Linked DNA regions of Ovis aries: region 2 is linked to region 1. A link is a contact called in public Hi-C data. All regions are on one chromosome and are shown on one strand. The core of a region is the stretch at or near the end of the contact, and the rest is flanking DNA. Distances in the headings are between cores, read along the strand shown. Region 1 has its middle 150 kb from the start of NOCT. Region 2 has its middle 350 kb from the start of NOCT.

The links. A called contact is a pair of places that touch in the nucleus more often than the background predicts.
Region 2: a contact with region 1 is called in a Hi-C map of liver, with 4 times the contacts expected there. The contact joins two enhancer-like sites. A contact is called at or near these places in 2 of 16 Hi-C or Micro-C datasets (hypothalamus and liver).

The regions. Positions count from the first base shown.
Region 1 is chr17:18,803,619-18,807,573 of ARS-UI_Ramb_v3.0, forward strand. No RefSeq gene overlaps it. Among named protein-coding and RNA genes, the nearest start is that of NOCT, 150 kb to the left of the region's middle. Within about 2 kb of position 2,578, at least 1 of the 54 cell types and tissues checked has an H3K27ac peak or open chromatin away from gene starts, as enhancers often do. A contact at or near this core is called in liver, where this site is marked.
Region 2 is chr17:18,997,733-19,001,659 of ARS-UI_Ramb_v3.0, forward strand. No RefSeq gene overlaps it. Among named protein-coding and RNA genes, the nearest start is that of NOCT, 350 kb to the left of the region's middle. Within about 2 kb of position 1,394, at least 4 of the 54 cell types and tissues checked have an H3K27ac peak or open chromatin away from gene starts, as enhancers often do. A contact at or near this core is called in liver, where this site is marked.

The DNA of each region.
Region 1 (3,955 bases), core at 1,328-3,827:
CGCAGGCCCACGTGTTGTTGTTGATGTTCAGTCGCTCGGTTGTGTGCGGCTCTTTGTGACCCCACAGGCTGCAGCAGGCCAGGCCTCCCTGTCCATCACCAACTCCTGGAGCTTGCTCAAACTTGTGCCCATCGAGTCAGTGATGCCATCCAACTATCTCATCCTCTGTCATCACTTTCTCCTCCTGCCTTCAATCTTTCCCAGCATCAGGGTCTTTCCCAATATGTTGGCTCTTAGCATCAGGTGGCCAAAGAATTGGAGCTTCAGCTTCAGCACCAGTCCTTCCAATGGATATTCAGGGTTGATTTCCTTTAAGATTGAGTTCTTTCAGGATTGACTGGTTTGATCTCCTTGCAGTTCAGGGGACTCTCAAGAGTCTTCTCCAACACCAAAGTTCAAAAGCATCAATTATTTGGCACTCAGCTTTCTCTATGGTACAACTCTCACATCCATACACGACTCCTGGAAAAAGCATAGCTTTGACTACACAGACCTTTGTTGGCAAAGTAACATTTCTGCTTTTTAACACGTTGTCTAGGTTGGCCATAGCTTTTCTTCTAAGGAGGAAGCGTCTTTTAATTTCATGGCTGCAGTCACCATTTGCAGTGATTTTGGAGCCCAAGAAAATAAAGTCTGTCACTGTTTCCATTGTTTCCTCATCTGTTTGCCATGAAGTGATAGGACTGGATGACATGATCTTCTTTTTTGAATGTTGAGTTTTAAGCTAGTTTTTTCACTCTCCTCTTTCATTTTCATGAAGAGGCTCTTTAGTTCCTCTTTGCTTTCTGCCATAAGGGTGGTGTCATCTGCATATCTGAGGTTATTGATATTTCTCCTGGCAATTTTGATTCCAGCTTGTGCTTGCTCCAGCCTGGCATTTCACATGATGTACTCTGCACGTAAGTTAAATAAGCAGGGTGACAATATACAGCCTTGATGTACTCCTTTCCCAATTTGGAACCAGTCCATTGTTCCATGTCTGGTTTTAACCGTTGCTTTTTCACCTGCCTACAGATTTTGCAGGAAGCAGGTAAGGTGGTCTGGTATTCCCATCTCTAAAATTTCCCACATTTTGTTGTGATCCACACAGTCAAAGTCTTTGGTGTAGTCAATGAAGCAGATGTTTTTCTGGAATTCTTTTGCTTTTTCTATGATCCAACAGATGGTGGCAATTTGATCTCAGGTTGCTCTGCCTCTTCTAAATCCAGCTTGAACATCTGGAAGTTCTCAGTTCATGTACTGTTGAAGCCTGGCTTGGAAAATTTTGAGCAGTACTTTGCTGGCATGTGAAATGAGTGCAATTGTGTGGTAGTTTGAACATTCTTTTGCATTGTCTTTCTTTGGGACTGGAATGAAAACTGACCTTTTCCAGTCCTGTGGCCACTGCTGAGTTTTCCAAATATGCTGACATAATGAGTGCAGCACTTTCACAGCATCAACGTTTAGGATTTGACATAGCTCAACTGGAATTCCATCACCTCCACTAGCTTTGTTTGTAGTGATGCTTCCTAAGGCCCACCTGACTTCGCATTCCAGCCAGCTCTAGGTGAGTGATCACACCATTGTGGTTACTGGGACATGAAGATCTTTTTCGTACAGTTCTTCTGTGTGTTCTTGCCGCCTCTTCTTAATATCTTCTGCTTCCGTCAGGTCCATATTGTTTCTGTCCTCTATTGTGCCCATCTATCTTTGCATGAAATGTCCCCTTGGTATCTCTAATTTTCTTGAAGAGATCTCTAGTTTTTCCCATTCTATTGTTTTCCTCTATTTCTTTGCGTTGTTCACTTAGGAAGGGGATATCCACGGCACATGTTCATTTTGACTCTGAGAGAAAGTGGAAACTCTTAATGAAGTGAGAGAAGTGTTTCTTCCCCCACTAATGTGTTTTGTGGTCAAACTTCATTTTCAGAAATAGAACAATACAGGACTTCCCTGGTGGGGTCCAGCGGTTAAGACGCCACTTCCACCCCAAGGGGAATAGGTTCGATCCTTGGTCCAGGAACTAAGATCCTGCATGCCACATGGTATGACCAAACAAGAACATTTAAAGGAAATAGAACAATATAAGGAAGCAGATGGGTATGTTCTAGGCTTTGGGTTTCTCTCTGATACTCCAGAAGACTTCTTACCTCCCTCCCCATCCTTCCATCCCCTTTTCTTCCCTGCTCTTCTTCTCCACACAGAGGTTTTATCTTTCCCTTCCAAGATAAGGTAAATCACGGTCCTGTCCTTCAAATAAGGAACAGTTCTGTCTCCTTGGGCTGCATCCATACCCATTCAGTGATGTGGAACTGCAAGGCAAGGCTGGGGGACGTACCATGTGCCTCCCAACAGCTGAGCCCTGGAAGCTGGGATGCGAACACAGCAAAACCAGAACTCCTTCCTCCTCCCCAGCTGCTGAGGCCAGAGACCCAGCGGGAAGGGGGCGGATCTGGCTCCTGGCTCCTCCTCCCGCCGGAGACCACCCCCCCCCACGGGGGAGGGGCGCAGCTGGCTCCTGGCTCCTCCTCCCGCCAGAGACCCAGCGGGGAGGGGGCGGAGCTGGCTACTGGTTCTTCCTCCTGCAGAGCTCACTTCCCTTCGACCTTCTGACCTTCCGATGGCCTTCACATTCAGGAAGCAAGCTGAATGCAGGGCAGATGGTACTTAAGCCACTCTTTCTTCTGAGAGTTACTTATTTTGGTCAGAAGGCAAGGACAGAGGGAAGGCTTTTCTGCTGGTCCGCGGAGTCCCCTTCTGCTCTGGGGCAGCACCGCCCCTAGTCCACAGGGGTTTGGTGAAGGGGCACAGGATTTGCAGCAGTGTGGCTGTCTCAGAAGATAGGCTGTATAGGTATTCTCATCTCAATCTGTAATCTGTTAGAAAACTCTTGCTCCTCCCTACCCTCTTCACATCCTTATAGTAACCAGGGATCAGGAGTTGTATAAGAGGTGCTGGGGACATCCTGTGAATTTGCTGAGAGAGGTCTGTCCCAAGGATCTTCATATCAGGTACCCTTTTTTTTTTTTTGGCATCTCAGTTGAAATGGAGGCAGAAGGGGTCTTATTCTACTATCTCATTTCTCAGGGACTGAACGAGATTCTGTAAGTGAAAACCTTTAGCATTTAGGACTGATTCTGAAGCTGCAGCTCCAATACTTTGGCCACCTGATGTGAAGAGCTGACTCACTGGAAAAGACCCTAAGGCTGGGAAGGATTGAAGGCAGGAGGAGAAGGGGGTGATAGAGGATGTCATGGTTGGATGGTATCATCCACTCAATGGCCATGAGTTTGAGCAAATTCTGGGAGACAGTGAAGGACAGAGAAGCCTGGCCTGCTGCAGTCCATGGGGTCACAAAGAGTTGGACCCAACTGAGTGAACAGCAACAAGTGAAAACCAAGTGTGAAGAGATCTCTGTCAACCATAAAATTCTGTGCAGATGTCACTTGTTAGCATCATCATTATCTGCCCGTCTATGGAGACTGATGGACTCTTGTTACAGCCACTACCAGGAAACAGTAAAAAGCCCTTTCCAGTATGAAAGTGTACATTCTGGAGACAATGTTTAAAGCCCCGGGTTATTAGTGAGTGATAATCTTTGGTAGGGGGCAGTTAATTTCCAATCTTGTATCAGAGGCAGTGGGCAATGGTGAGTCGTGGGCTGTGACTGTGGGGTGAATACTAATTGCCCTCAACTCTGTTGCCTGATTCACATGGAGTGAGGGCAAACAAGAGCACATCAAGTGACTGCCAAACAGTGCTGCTGCTTTCAGAAGCCAGGAGAATTTCAGTCAACATTTAATAGCTAAGGCAATGAGAGGGGTGGAAGGGTGCGTATTCCAGGCATAATATTGCAGCCTGGTTGTGCAAATGGAAGGGAGAGGGACTACATGAGGTGTGTGTGTATGTGTGTGAGAGAGAGAGATATGTGTGTGCTGTGTGTGTGTGTGTGTGTGTGTGTGTGTGTGTGTGTGCC
Region 2 (3,927 bases), core at 144-2,643, 190 kb after region 1:
GTATTCTTGCCTGAAGATCCCGTGGATAGAGGAGCCTGCCGAGCTCCATGGGAGCTCCATGGGATTGCAAAAGAGTCTGACGTGACTTAGTGACTAAACAACAGATATATAACTGAATCACTTTGTTGTTTAGCAGAAACCAACACTACATTGTAAACCAACTATACTTCAATTAAAAAGATATGCATGTTTAAATTTTGGTACATGTTGCTAACTGCTTTCCAGAATGGTTTATCTTGATTTAGATGGAGAGCATATGAGAATGTGTGTTTTCTTAGGAATCTGTCAATATTCGGTATTGTCAATATTCTTAATCTTTGTTCATCTTTTGGTAATCTCACTCAGCCTCATGGCTTTAAATTCCACTCCATGCTGGTGGTTCTACCTCCATTTCAGAGATGGAAGAGACCATGGGAATGTACTTCATACATAGAGCTGACTATTTTACATCCCACTTAGATTCTTACTATTAATATTAGCTCAGATGGTAAAGAATCTGCTGGCAAATGTGGGAAACCTGGGTTCAATCTCTGAGTTGGGAAGATCCCCTGGAGAAGAGAATGGCAACCCACTCCAGTATTCTTGCCTGCAAAATTCCATGGGCAGAGGAGCCTGGTGGGCTACAGTCCGTAGCGTCGCAGAGTTGGACACAAGTGAGCCACTAATACACACACACACACATTAATATCTAAGCCTGCTTCATTCGCAGCTTTCCCATCACAGTTAAGTTACTTCATCCTTTCCATTGCCAAAAACCTTGATGCCTCCTTTGCCTCATTGCTCAGACGTCCAGGTCCTTGCTATCACATGGGCCTCCATTGCTATCACACGCTATCACTATCGTCTCTCATCTGGATTTGTGCAATAGCCCCGGCAGGTTGTCTTACTTCCAGGAGACTCTAGTATTTGTGTGGAAGCTGGAGTGGTTACAAGAAGTTATGACATCACCCTAGTCCAGACCCTGCAACGCCATCCCATCTCATTCTGAGTAAAAGCCTGAATCCTTGCAGTGTCCCACAGGGGCTGGGTGAGGCTCGCCCTGCCACCTGTCCACTCTTACCCTTGTTTTCGCCCTCTCTGGCCACAGTGGCCTCGTCGCTTGCAGATCAAGCAGCTCCTGCCTCAGGATTTCTTCACTCCAGTCCAGAGTTCTGCCTGGCTCACCAGCCTGGCTCACTTGGGAGACTGCTAGCGATGGAATGAAACACCAACACTGTAGAGTGGTTGGAATCTTTTTGCCGCTTTTTGCAGCTGTTTTATTTTATATCTTTTTGTACAACAATCAGCGAGGCAAGTTGCCAAACACCGTGATTCAGCGACTATACAGTGCGCAGGCATGGGGCGAGATAACCTTTTTAAAACTTATTTACTGCAGCTAAGACTTTGTTTTGAGAACTTTCTTATCAGCTTAGAATCCATTTTGTCCCCAGGTCTGTTCCTTTTGAGGAATCAGATGAACATCCTTGTATGCAAGAAATGTTCTTTTTCCACGGGGTCAAACAGAGGATTCTTGGCGGAACATCTTGTCTGTAAGAATGTCTAGCCCTGGTTGAGAGTCTTGTTTGCAAACACTTCCCAACCTTCCTTATACTTTGTTCCCTACAGGAGACCTTCTCTGATGATCATATTAAAATGCCACCTGTCCTACCCTTAGTAGCCTTCATCCCCTTTTCCAGCTTTGTTTTATTTCATTGCACTTCTCTAGTGTAGTATGCAGCTTATGTATTCATCTTACTGTTTATCTGGACCCAGTGGAATATAAATGTCACAGTGATAGAACTTTTGTTAAAATGTTTTCTTTATGTCTGGATCTCCAGCTCTTCGTGTAATGCTTATCACGTAATGGACACTTGACGGACATATTTCTGAGGAAGTAAAGGACTGAATCTGATAGGTAAAAAATTAAACCTCATTTTTATTTGCATTTTTGATTACTAGTAGGTGAAATTTTAATAATCTGTCCAGAAGGCCTTTCTGGGCTTAATAATCAGTTCACAATGCATGAGGGAAAAAATTGGTAGTTTGAATGATTACAAATTTAAAACATCTGCATAGAAAAATGTCCCTACCACAAATAGGACTGACAAATAGAAAATACTTGCAATTCATATTTCGGAAGAAAATGGTAATAACCCTAATATACCAAGAGTGTATATGATCAATAAAAATGATGAACCCTATAATAGAAAAAGGAAAAACTGTAAATTTTGTGCATTTACAAAAGAAATAAACAGAAGATATCTGAAAAAATGTTCATCATCACTTTTTCTTAAAAGTATCTGCTTTAAATCAGAATTTTCATTTCCTCTTGTTTTCAATATTATCTTCCCTGAATTTAATTTTCAAGAAACTTTCTTATTTTCTCTAACAACTGCAGTGTATTTCTGACTGTTTTTCCCTTAGTAAATAGAGCCCCATATCCTGTATCTCAGTTTTACAATTGCCTTCCTCCCTCCTTCGTCCTTACTCTCCAAAATACTCTATTATCATGGGCAAAACTCCCCAGAGCTATACTGCTGGCTACAATGCTTTCCTTCACCATCAAGAGAGAATTGGAATGTGAAGACTGATGCCATGCTTATATATTGAGTAGCAATTCTATTACAAATATTTTGAATCACACAAAATGCGCAGATTTGCTATTTCAACAACGATAAAGACCTGCTCGACTCACATAGCATTTAATGAGTAAATGTGCCAGGAATGCTGATTGACACTATTTGGCTGTCTGAGTTTCCCAAGACATTTTGCACAAAGTTAGTAAACTTGCACTCTGAGATTTTTTTTCTTTCATGCAGGCCAGTTGCAGCACCCTTGTCTCGCTTTGGAATGAGCGTTATGTCGTATCCTGAACTATGTTATCGCTAAAGACAGGGAGAGATGAAACAGGAGAGAATCGTTAACCGGGAAATGCAGAAGTGGAAATAAGTAGCAAGCAGAATGAGCAGAGACAACAAAGATGGCTTGCGGACTTTGATAATGAGAGTGTCCTCTGGCAGACACCCACTCTCCATTCTGATTGGACCATCCCCAAATTCCCAGAAGACTGTGTTAGACAGTGGAAGAGCACTGCCCCCTCCTGCCCGCATCCACGTCTAATCCCCAGAACCAGTGAACATGGTATTTTACATGGCGAAGGGGACTTTGTAGATGTCATCAAATTAAGGATCCTCAGATGGGAAACTTTATCCTGGATAATCTTAGAGGGCCCAGAGCAATCACAAGGATCTTTTTTTAAGCCAAAGAGGAAGACAGGAGAGTCAGAAGCCGAGAAGCAGAGCTCACAGTGATGCGGTTGCTGGCCGGGGACCACAGGCCAAGGGTTGCGGATGCCTCTGGAAGCTGGAAAGGGCAAGGACACATTCTCCGTTTGAGCCTCTGGAAGGAACACAGCTCAACCAACACCTTGGTGTGAACCCTGTAACACTCTTTCCGACTTCTGATCTCTTGAACTGTAAGACAATACATTTGTATCGTGTCAAGCCAATAAATCTGTGGCTCGAACAAATTTAAAACAGCTCAGGGGAACCTGCCGAAGGACCTCCCACCTAAATTTCTCCCTATAGTCCACCGGGAGGAAGTGCATGGTGAGCGATGCTGGCCACAATTGGCTCGTGAAGATCCAAGGATGACGTTTTCTCCATTTTGGGTGCCTGGTTCTGCCTTACATGGTTAGCTTTTCTTCTGATTTTCTCTTTCCTTTTTAATAAAAGACATTAGAAAAAAACCACAGAAGATAAGAGAGACTGTAGGTACATAAACATGTTACTTTGTAGGAGAAATCTGTCAGCACTTTTTAAAACATTAAAAAAAGTATTGAAATATAGTCGCTTTACAATGTTGTGTTTTAGGTATACAGCAAAGTGACTTGTTTATATGTATATATACTCTCTTCCATTGTAGGTTATTACACGACATTGCGTATAG